2 separate regions of the Triticum aestivum genome follow, and region 2 is linked to region 1. Evidence: chromatin contacts called from public Hi-C data. All regions are on one chromosome and are shown on one strand. The core of a region is the stretch at or near the end of the contact, and the rest is flanking DNA. Distances in the headings are between cores, read along the strand shown.

Region 1 (6,101 bases), core at 1,837-4,336:
ATACTTGTACTGTTTGCATAAAAGCCTAGAGTTTATCGTAACAAATATTTTTTTTTCAATGGCATGAGAAGCAGCACACCAAGACCCTTGGTTGTGCAATTCGCCATTAATCTCTTTCTTGTCTCAAGTTAATGCCAGTTGCTACTTCTACTTCACATATTATTTTTTGATGGCGCAGAGCTAGTTTGAGTGACCTAGCAGCGCTAACGATGGAGCACTTCCATATTAGGATTCGAAGTATGGATGGCTATTCTTGATATGTTTGTTTCTGTCTGTCACTATGGTGCACTACTTGTCGTTTGCTGACATTCAGAAATGTTGATTTATCTTTATAGGCATCGATCTGTAGGCCTCAAGCAGAAACTGAAAGCAGAATCAAGGTGGGGCGCTGAGTGTGAAGGCGTGAGGAGCTCGATATGGATGTTTTTTTTTTCCTTTGGAGCTTTTTGTTTAGATGGATTGGGTGGGTAAGTTGGGTTGTGCAGGATTTGAATCGTGTAAATAGATGGGCAGATCTCAGATGACTTTGTTTCCAGTCCAATTGAAGCGGGAATTCCAGCTCATCGGATCAGCTGCTGTTACTCTGCACAAGTTGTTCTAGTGAAGTAATTGTAATAATACAGGCCCTACATCATAGAGTACGTGTGTAAGTTGCTGAAATTATCGAATTTGGTATTGATGAACGCCTTCCTGTAGTTGGAGCAGTAGGAAAAATCCACAAGTTCGAATAAGAGAGGTGGTGTTCTGGAAAAAAGAACTGAGTATGCAAATTGGGAGTCAGATGAGAAATGAAAGTCAAGAGTGTTTGGACGTATGGTGTGCTTTTCAGTTTTTGAATTTTCCAGGTAGCTGGTATGCGTTTTGAGTCAATTTTGGGATTGTGTATTTTCCGAACTCATTGTATGTACTCCACAACCGAGGAACCGAGTATCCATTGTAGGTTCTACTTACTTTTCATTGGCTTCGGAATAATAGAGTAATTCGGAATAGCAGCCAAAATCTTGGGAAAATCTAAGTTAATATCCATTGTCAACATTGACTGAAGACGAGGAACTGGTAGCTGGTATTTTTAGTCTTATTCGGTCTGACAAGCAACCGAGGAACTGAAGACGAGGTTCCCCACACATGTTGAGGGATGCAGGCCAGGCATAACAAATGTGCCAACATAATTAGCTAAGATGATTTTTTTTTAAAACAGTTACAAGTGTGAAGCAGATATTTGGACTCCTTTGTTGGAGAATTCAACTTTTTTGGAGCAGATATTTCTAATATATATATGACGAACTTAAATTAGCAGAGCAAAGAGGACCATCTTCACAGTTTGCAAGAAATCTGTAGAGAAGTAGAGGCACAACTAATAAATATACAAAGGAGCCTGATGACTCAAGTCAAGTGCATATAGATAGAGACAAGCTTAAATAGTATACACAGAGTCTTGGTGCAGGCAGGCCCAGGCCGGGATTAATATTTTGCTCACTACATACAAAATGTGTAATTAGCTGCTAAAACTAAGATAAATATTTTAAAACAAGTTAGATTTGTGACAGCAAACAAACGGTACCAGGCAGGGGGAAATTTACATTACAACCAAAATCAAATCGCATTCGCATTCACACAAGTGCTGCTGTCCAAGAAACTAGCCAACACACACATAGCACTCGTCCAGATATTGTTTGCTCCCATGCTACTCCCTCATCTACCTCCGGGAGTAGTTACTTAGCATGAACATTGTTCATTTGCTCTAGTCTAGAGGATACACTGGATCTCATCCCTGGTAAACTTGTAGAGCTTGGACTTGTGCTTGACCATGACGAGTTTGGATGGCTCCCCTTGGCGCACCACCTCCAAGCCAGAGATGACACCCATCCCCTTGCGGTCATCATCGCCGTGGCAGAATTCAAAGATTTTGGCGACGCAGAACCTGCCGCCGCCCAGGTACACCATGCTGCAGTCCATCATCTCCCAGTCGTCCGGCAGGCTAAGGTGGTCTCCCCAGCTGTAGGCCAGCCGCGGAGCCTCGGCCTCGGGGCATAGGCCGCCGCAGAGGGGGTAGAGGTCCATGGCGCAAAGGTCGTAGGGCCAGGCGCGGGCGATGCCAAACCAGAGGTTGTCGAGCTCAGCAACACGGTGGGCACGGCCTGCGAACGGCAGCCTCCAGCCTCCAGCCTCGAACCAGGTGTTGGTGAAGGTGTGGAAGCAGTGGGTGCCGTCGGCGGAGGAGACGACGAGGATGGGGTCGCCGCCGCCGTCCTTGTCGACGAGCGCGTGGCAGCCGTTGGCGGAGGCGGGCGGAGGCGGGAGGCGGTGCCACCGCCAGCCTTTCCTGCCGTTGGAGGGGTCGCTGTACATGAGGGCCTCGAAGCTGTAGTAGTCGTAGCGCCGAGGGCACCTGGGCATGACGTACAGGACGTCGGCCCGCCGCGGGTCCAGAGGCTCCCTGTCGAGGATGGAGAAGGAGATGGGGTTGGGCCCCTTGGGACCCCTGAGGGAGGGCAGCGGATGGAGGAGGCCGGCGTCGGCGTCGGCGTCGGCGTCGTATAGGACGGTGCGGCCCTGGGCGTCGACGCAGAGGATCTTGCGCTCGTAGAAAGGGAGGAAATCCAGCCTCTCCACCAGAACCGCCGAGCGTACGAGGCTCAGGCTGGGCGCGGCGGGCATCCTGGAGATGGTCTCCATCTCCCCCGTCCCCGTGCTGGATGCTTCCCGCGCCTCCTTGGTTGATGGGAAGAAGAGCTGCTCCTCGGGCTTGATGCGGCTCACCGAATAGTGGCTGCTGCCCATGCCGTACCTCCGCATCACCACGTTCACCAACTGCCGTGCCTTCATCTTCTTCTCCGGCTCCGGCTCCGCCTCCGGATCCGGACCAACTAGACAAAAAGGACGCAAAATCAATCTACAAACAACAAATCCATCAATCTGCAAGAATCGACCGGGAAAGATTAAGCAATACCTGCAACGGGACTCGACGAATCGAAGCAGGCGCGGCGGCGGCGGCGGCGGCGGCGAGATTGGGGGATGGAACGAGGAAAGCCACGCCTTTCTTCTCGTCTGTAACTCTGTATATGGATGATGATAATTAACCATGGGCCGACTGGGCCATATTACCAAGCATCAGCCCACGCAAAGCCTTGTCTTCCCTGGTCCCTGGACGGACTCCCTCTTTTGGGTTTCTTTTGCGAAACAAGTATACAAATCACCCCAAAATCCAATCCAATCTTTCTTTGGCAACTCAAAATCGGGACAAATCACACCCTCAAATTACTAAAACCGGGCAGTGGTTTCAATCAAATCTTGAGCGGTTTTTGTCTCGGCGGCGGCGTTTACGGCGTTTACGGCGGCGGCGTGACGAGGCTGGGCCCGATGGTGGTGGCGGTGCAGGACGAGGACTGCTTCCGGTGGCAGAACGACCCGGCGGTGCTCTGCTACGGCTGCGAGTCGTGCAGGGCCGGCGTGATGGAGCAGCTGCGCTGCCAGTGGCACAACGTCACCATCGTCAACGTCGTGCTGCTGCTGCTCATCGCCGTCTGCTCCTGCGGCTGCTGCGCCTTCCGCAACGCCGTCTGCTCCTACGTGCGCCAGCCAGAGGCCCGCGCCGATGATGGGGATGGAGGCGAGGTGGGGATTTTCTCCGCGTGAGAGACAAAGGGGAATAGAGGACAGAGGAGAAGCAAGGGGGCAACTGGCTAATGGGCCCCATTCAAAGTTTTTTTCCTTGTTAGCATCTAATCGGCATCAGGGGAGACAAAAACAGCTCAAGATTTGATTGAAACCACTGCCCGGTTTTAGTAATTTGAGGGTGTGATTTGTCCCGGTTTTGAGTTCAAGGGGGTATGTATCCCAAATAGGGCTGGAAAAAAAGCTCGAAGCTCGCGAGCTAAACAAGTAGCTCGTGACTCGGCTCGAATCGATTCGAACTCGAAGAATAACAAGTCGAGCCGAGCTTTAGTTTAAGATCGTTTACAAACCAAGTTAAACAAGCCAATCTCACGAGTACTCGTGTAACTCGTTAGACTTGATACAATAGATCAGCCAATCCCAATACAAAGAAAGATCGGCCACTAAACAACCTAGGTCCCAAGCGCACAACCCAAGGTCTACCCGTTGAAGGCCTAGCCTCCTAAAAGACTCATGCGTTACAAGGAAATTACAATTGTTTAGTGATATATATGTTTAATATATACATAATCATTTTTATTATATTTGAGGGCTTTATGTTTATATATTTAACGAGCTTAACAAGCTAAACGAGCCAGCTCGCGAGTTATACGAGTCGAGCCAATCTTGGGTTTGAGCTCGTTATAGTAACGAGTCGAGTCGAGCTAGCTCGTTAACGAAACGAGCTCTAGCGAGTTGAGCCGAGCTGGCTCGACTCGGCTCGAATTCCAGCCCTAATCCCAAAGATTGGATTTTGGGGTGATTTGTATACTTCTTTCTTCTTTTGCGAGTAGTGTATATAGGAGGAGTGCATGGGAGTGCAGCGGTTTATGGTGCCATTCTTCTAGAAATTTTACACCACTCTAGTTTATCTATTACGCCATCCGTCTCAAAATACACAATAAATGTCTTAATTTTAATCCAACTTTGAGACCGATGTAGTACTTGTTCTTTTAGTTATGCGTATGGAATCTCGAATATTGAGGCTCACAATTTAGCGAAACATGCTCTTACACTAGGAACCGGCCGTCATGTATGGATGCGCCATCCTGGTGATCTTACGTTCGTCCCTATAAACATTATCAGAATTTAATAAAGAGTTTCACGAGATTGCATCAAAAAAAGCTTACATGTTTTAAACCCATTCAGTCAGTTAGTCTGAACAACAGGGAAAAAATTGTTTAGTCAGATGTGCACCCCTACACTACTAGGAAAATGGCTAGCAGTAGCGTGGGGTAAATGGCTAGCAGTAGCACGGGAACCAGCTGAACCGTTGCAAAAGTTTGTCATTTCGAAGCACCTCGTGATGATCAGGTATGATAGACTCTTCGTTCACATACAACGGATGTAATCATGTTTTACACATGCGTAATAGTTGGGTTAAACTTGACGAGCCTAGAATATACAGACATGGCCTCAGAATACGGAGGACCGAAAGGTCGAACATGAGTCATATAGTAGATATGATCAATATGGAGATGTTCACCATTGATGACCACCCCATCTGAAATGGTGATCGGATATGGGTTAGTTGATTTGGATCATGTAACACTTACACAACTTAAGGGATGTTGATTTAAGTGGCAGTTCACTAGTATTTTGATTAACTAAACCAATTATCATGAACTTAATCTAAATCTCTTTAAAAATTTATGTTGTAGATCAATGGCTCACACTGTAGCTAGTCTGAATTTTAATGCGTTCCTAGAAAAAGAAAAGGTTAAAAGACTATGCAGACTGGGTCGGTAATATGAGGACTATCCTCACTGCTGCACAAAAGGCTTATGTTTTTGATGCACCGCTAGGTGAGCCACTCGCTCCCGCAAATCTACACACTATGAACGTCTGGCAGACAAGAAATGATGACTACACAATAGTTCAATACGCCATGCTTTACGGCTTAGAACCGGGGCTCCAAAGACGTTTTGAGCACCATGAAGCATATGAGATGTTGTAGATAAGAAGGCTGGTGTCGGTGTGAAAACCAGCAGACCTCGGGGTAGGAGGTCCCGAGATGTCGATCTCGGACAGATGGTAATAGGAACAGAGAGACGATGTTTTACCCAGTTTTGGTCCCTCTTGATGGAGGTAAAACCCTATGTCCTACTCTTGTTTATATTAATGGAGATGTATCGAGTACATAGTTGATCTACCTCGGGATCGTAAGATGTGGTCTAACTCTAGGGCTAGGTGAATGATATTGCGTTAATGTCCCCTCTACGGGCTAAACCCCACGGCTTATATACATGCATGTAGGGTATCTAGGGTCACAAGGTCGGCATCTAGGCACAAGGCGACATGAGTTATCTTCGAGTATACGACAAGTCTTTGATGGATGTAGTATCGATCACGCCTCCTGCGTACGGCCTCCAGAGTCCTTCTTGCGTATGACTGAGGGCCTATCGGTCCAATCCAAGGAGCATGGGCCGACTAGGTTAGCACCCCCT
Region 2 (6,019 bases), core at 2,444-4,943, 150 kb before region 1:
AACAAGTCAATAAGCAGTAAATAAACAAACTAGGACACAGACTATCAAGGCTGTAGGAAGAGGTTCACAAAAATAAAAATCAACCTACGCACAGTTTTCATGATCACAATGACAAGGTCTTCTTTAAGATACTCAAACTGAAAGTAGTGTAGAAGAGCTTCTCTCTCTGAAACTGGCCAGGGGACCTTCACCCTTTCTTCCAAATAGTGAATAAAAAAATTAGCTACAACAGCTATAAAAGGGAGGTCAAATGAAAATGTAAGAAAGGACTCTTTAGATAAATTTAGTCTTCAACCAACCTGATTAAAGAAATTTCTTCGCCAATCCGAATCTTCTTCAAGCAGCCTGACTGAGCAATTTTAAATGTTGGCAGATTGTACTGCGGAAACCTAGAGAAAAACAATCTCATAAGTTCATGAGGGAATTCATTTGACTAAGTTGTTGTTTTCTTTGGCCGAGGTTGACTTCAATGTTCAAGTACACCACGGGCAACATGTTTACTTTGTGAAACATGGAGCATCACGTATGAATCAACACTCTTTAAAAACTTTATCTGTACGTAGTGGGCTAATCCAATATTTATTCTCTTGAAAATGGTGTAATCCAATCATTATATACTGGGTGAAAAACAATTTTATGATGTCTTGTCAAATCACTGCATGGTGTTTAGATGCACCTGTACAGCATTAGTAAAGTGGGTATTTGCAAGATATGTGGCTACTGGAAGTAAAACCGGCACGGGTGGCAGACTTGTGAATTAGGCACCAAATGTGACTGGAGGAATCAAGGAGCAGGATTCTAATACGTAGCATAAATAGTTTGCCTACAATGAAGAGCGCGCAGAAGTAGTTAAGAAGCTGAGTTAAGAACCCATGAAATGGCAATCTATTTGTTCAATACTATAAAGAATTTTAGTGGTACACAAGTCAAACAAAAATTTGAGAACATCATGTGTAGTTCCCAAGAATGCGAAGCTAAATGTAAAGATAGACAATTATTATCTTCAATAAAGAAAGCAATGTACTGATCTCATTTTTCTACAAAACAATTACACTCACCATTTTCTGTATAGACCTGATTCCCATGACACACATGTACCTATGAATAAAAACAGCGAGCTTAAGTGGCTATCTGAAGTTATTGTGATTTACTCATTAATGTGGGGTTATAGTTCCTTACAAACATCGATAGGACCATCAGCAAAGCCTTCAGCAAGAAGAGTATGAAATGGGGTCCCATCTGGACCTTCGCGGTACATGACCCGTAATTGGTCTGTATCCTGCTTCACCTACAAAATAGAATAACCGATCATTCAAGCAATTCATAGAACTTGCACGGAGACCAAAGAAAACAATTAACCACTCTCTAAACGAGGGAATAAGATAAAAGAACAGCCAACTTTGGAGCACAATACTAAACTACAAACAAAGGTAAAACATTTCACTCTTGGTGGTATGTATTTTGACAAGGGTGCTGCTTATCCCTGAAAGCATCATTCTGCTCCCAAGCTTAAATGCTCCTTCTACGAATAGCATAACTCCAGAAAATAGCAAAAATATATTTTTTGTAAATCTGATTTTTATTTTAAAATAAACAAATGTTGCTTACTTCTCTCCGTACATGTAAACTTCCGTGGTGAAATAACATTCGTCGAGGTCTGGGCAAAAAAAAATCTGTGTTCCAAAATGTTTTCACAAATAGTCTTTTTGTAGCATCAATTTTTTTTCCAGGGCATTACAAATGTTTTTTCTTCACGAAACATTGCACACAGGTGAAAGATGCATCAATGTTTGCCATAAAAAATTTCATAACTTTTTAGATTTCATTGCTATTTTTTCTTAATTTAATATTCATCCAGCTGGGAACCAAAACTCCATGTCCGCTTATCCCTCTCCTTTTTGGTAGCCTAGAATAAGCGTTCCTGTTTTGTTTTTCTTTTGTTTTTGTTTCTGTTTTTCTGTTTTGGGTTTTGGTTGTCACCACCCTTGTATCTTGGGCCTTGTGGCATTCTTCATGTTCACAAAAAAAGGGTAAACTATTGCACTCTTGAAATATAGAATAAGAAAGAAATCAATGAACTGATTACGCTATGATGCAAAACAATAAAACATAAATTTATTATTGCACATTCTAATCACATAATGTTCACAATATTTTTGTACAAGCATATTAACTTTAGTTAATTTGTATACCTTCCACTCCTTCTGTTGCGGCCCACGAATATCTGAAGGCCGTTCATTTCCTGAAGTGTCTAGCATTTCAAGAAAATTCGAGACTTCTTTGGCTCGTGCTTCAGCAATCAAATCGATGTTGCCTAAAGAAGGCATAACCCAAAATGAAAACACACACACATGTAGGCTGGTATAGAAATGAATCTACAATGAGAAGCAAATTCGGATGGGAAGATACAAATCACAAAGCAGTTTAATTCAGTAATACAAAAATAAGAGGTGCCGATTTTACTACCTCCGTCCTAATTTATTAGCCCCCTTTGTATTTAGAGTCATATTGTGACCACGATTTTAACTAATAAAATATAAGTTATACACAGCAAAAAATAATATCGTCGGCAACTATGTTCAAATACAATCCAACGATATAATTTTTTACGACGGGCATTAACATTTTGTTAGTTAAATATATGGTGAAACTTTGAAAAAAACTACCAAGGGGCTAATAAACCATGATAGAGATAGTACTATTGAAATCTTGCATTTAATCCTTAAATTTAACCAGCAATTTAATTACACATATGGCACATTAATGTTACCCGGGAATATTTAGCAATGGAAAAACTCACACGTTTCTAATGGCATAATAGGAGGTAGAGAGAAAAGTAATTACAGTTATGACTATTAGTGGTGGGGTACAAATGAACTAGCTAACCAAAGATGGACCAGAGAAAAAAGTAATCAGACCCAAACCTTGGTCAGAGCCGGGCAGAGACGACTCCAAAATCTGCTTCTTGACCAGAGATATCAAAGAGCCCTCGTCGGCGAGATCAGAGCACGCCAGCGTCTTGTCCAGACGGTCGCGCAGCTCCAGGATTCCCTTCCTCGTCTCCATGGGCACCTACCTGGACCGACAACACAACGAAGATGAGAGCTTTGACAACCAAAATCGCAAAAATCCTCCAAAACCAAACCGATCAAACGAATATAGAATCCGCACGGCACGAGCCCAAGATCCCCACAGAAAGAAAGGAAGGGCCTAAAGGCGTCAAGTAAGAAAGGAAAGAATCGTCAAAGGCGTGCGCTCCTGAGGTGGAAAGAAAGCGAAGGCCACTCAAACGGAAAAATTAAGGAGCTCGGCTCCTGAAATTTGCCCCATGGAGCGCCAGCAAGTAAAACGGGATATCCAATCCAATCCAGGCAAGAAGCAGTGTTCCAGATGCAGAACAGAGCAGCCCGTGAGTGGGAACAGAGGAGATGCCAGATGGATTGGATCGAAATTAGGAAACCATATGAGCCTTGCTGGACGGACGCTTACCGTGTGCGGAGATCGGTCCCCGGGACGGAGAGCCGGACCTCGAGCTGGTGGTGATCGACGAGGGAGAGGGGCGGAAGGGAGGGAGACGGAGAAGGCAAGAGGAGCAGGGAAGCTCGGCCTCGATCGGCTTATAGTTGTTGTTGACTCTCGTCGGTGCTCGTGCGGCCCACCCAGCCGACCGAGGAGTTATGAGGGGTTCTTTTCCCTCTTCTGCCCACAAGGGACAGATTTCTGTGCGCTGTATTTCAAGAGTTTCAATCAAGAATTAAGAAGTTCTCAGCCTGAAGTTTAGAAAATTCCTATTTCAGAATTGGTGCAAGACAATCTGTGAATACATAAGATAGATCAAGAATGAAGAGTGACTTAACCAGCAATTGACAGTTTTCTCTTAACATGGAATACTTTTACTGATAAAAAAAAGGGGTTGGGTATTAATTGATAGTTCAAAAAAAGATAGTTGGATTTGCCCCTTTCAGGCTTTCTATAATGATGATGATATACTCCACTATATTAGGACAATGCTCGTGCATTGCAATGTGATATAAATAGCCAATAGTATGTTTTATGTAAATAAATATTTGTAGAACCCTGTCCGTGATTTATCTTATAGTTTAATCAGAAGTTTGGTAAGTACATTAAGATAAAATTGGTTCAAAAGGTAAGTAAATTAAGGTGATTGATTAACATACAAAGAAAGTATGGACAAAGGCTGTGGTGGGACAAAAAAACTGGTTGGATGAAATAAATCGATGGAGGGACGTGGTAGGAGGTGGAGAACCGGTTGACGAGGAACTACTAGTTTTTAAGTATATAAAAAGTAGAGATAGATATAAATATAAAATTAGAAATAGATACAAGTATAGATATAGAGATAGATGTGCTGGTCGAAGGAGAAGCTAGCACCAACTTTAATATTAGTGGATAGGAGTGAGGCTCGAACTGGGAGGTAATTGCACAAACCACTAATTATTGATGTTGATTTTGCACAAAACATCTACTTTATGGGTTTGTTGCACAGAACATCACGTATTGGTGTAATTCGTTGCAGCTAGGTCTATTCCAACATTCACGTACATTGTTTGATTTTCAACGGATGGGCCTGTTTATAAGTGCACATGCGGCAAAAAAACCAACCACAATAGCCAACCAACCAAAACGATCATTGCTCAAACCACTTTGGTCCAACTGAGATTAAAGTTTCCCACATTTAGTAACATAAGTAGATATCATATTAAATACTATACTACTTTGTGTCATGCATGACAATAAATATGATTATTTATGATATTACTTTATGATACTATACACTATGGAGGTAGTATCATATACTAGTATCATACATATGATACTAGTATATGATACTCCCCACTATGAGCAGCCTAAGAAAAAGAAGAAGCTGTAGTTAGTGCTCCCATTTCATTCATATTCATAGTGAATATGCGGAGTATATTTTTTGATTTATTTCCTGTCCCATTCTGGTCCACACCGTACACTTATTGCCTCTGCCGCTCAAACACCATTACACCAACTACTAGTAGCCAACAATATTTTCGTCTCTATCCTTTTCTGTCAAGGTCAGTCTTCAAGGCATTATCGTTATCTTCTTTTTAAGGGAAATAAGGAGTAGGATGTTTTGGTGTCCAGGCTCATCTGCATCCTGTTAGAAAAAATTCATAAAAATTCCAAAACAATCAAAAAATTCCAAAACAAAATTTATACGGTAGACAATTTGATGCATGAGGCCCGCTTTAAATTTCAAGTTATTTGGACATCTTATCAGCTCTCATTAAAAAAGACAAATCGGACAAAAACAGTACATGAACAGTAAATATTTTTACAGACCCCTAATTTGTCTTTTTTGCTGAGAGCTCGTCAGACGTCCAAATGATTTGAAAATTGGAGTGAACCTCACGCATCAAATTTTCTACCGCACATTTTTTTGAATTTTTTGAATTTTTCTAGTATTTATTTTGATTTTTTTGTCAGTGCGGGTGCAGATGAGCTTGGGTGCAGAGATGGATTTTCCGGAAATAAGTTCTTTCATTAAACAAAGGTTGGGATCTCATCCGCTATTACATGCGATATACAATCAGGAGGCATAGATCGCCATTCCGCACAAATTTCATCACCTACCGGCTACCACTAGCTTAGCTAGCATGCGAGCCGCTCGGTTAGCTGATCTCCTTCTCCAGGAAACTTTGCATCATTATTCGCAAAAAAAGAAGTAAACTTTGCATCCTTGCCATGAGGCCTTTGATCTCCTCCACGATAGGACCTGCAACAGATAGCTTTTTTATTTTTTCCCATTGATCATGCCGACAGCTTCTCTACAATCCAGGTTTTTTTTTTGAGACACGCTTGTAACTTTATTCATAATCATAACAATTACAAGTACACTTATTTGGATCTAAGATCCAAGAAAATACAAAGTAAATCCTATGACTAAGAATTACAATGAAACCTTGAAAACACCTTCTTCGCAGTATCAATCGTTGTTCGGAGAAATACTCCAAAGACTTCGGTAAAGAGG

Evidence for each region. A called contact is a pair of places that touch in the nucleus more often than the background predicts.
Region 2: a Hi-C map of leaf shows a contact between it and region 1, with 2.6 times the contacts expected there. The contact joins the promoter of LOC123090776 here to the promoter of LOC123090774 in region 1. A contact is called at or near these places in 2 of 5 Hi-C or Micro-C datasets (both in leaf).

The regions. Positions count from the first base shown.
Region 1 is chr4B:29,101,720-29,107,820 of IWGSC CS RefSeq v2.1, reverse strand. It overlaps LOC123090774, which reads right to left and starts at 3,086. Exons shown (of 2, transcript XM_044512112.1): 1 at 2,951-3,086; 2 at 1,564-2,867. The coding sequence starts at 2,826. The coding sequence ends at 1,747.
Region 2 is chr4B:29,256,790-29,262,808 of IWGSC CS RefSeq v2.1, reverse strand. It overlaps LOC123090776, which reads right to left and starts at 3,693. Exons shown (of 11, transcript XM_044512115.1): 1 at 3,490-3,693; 2 at 2,925-3,076; 3 at 2,193-2,314; 4 at 1,180-1,288; 5 at 1,059-1,098; 6 at 300-389; 7 at 93-192. The coding sequence starts at 3,066.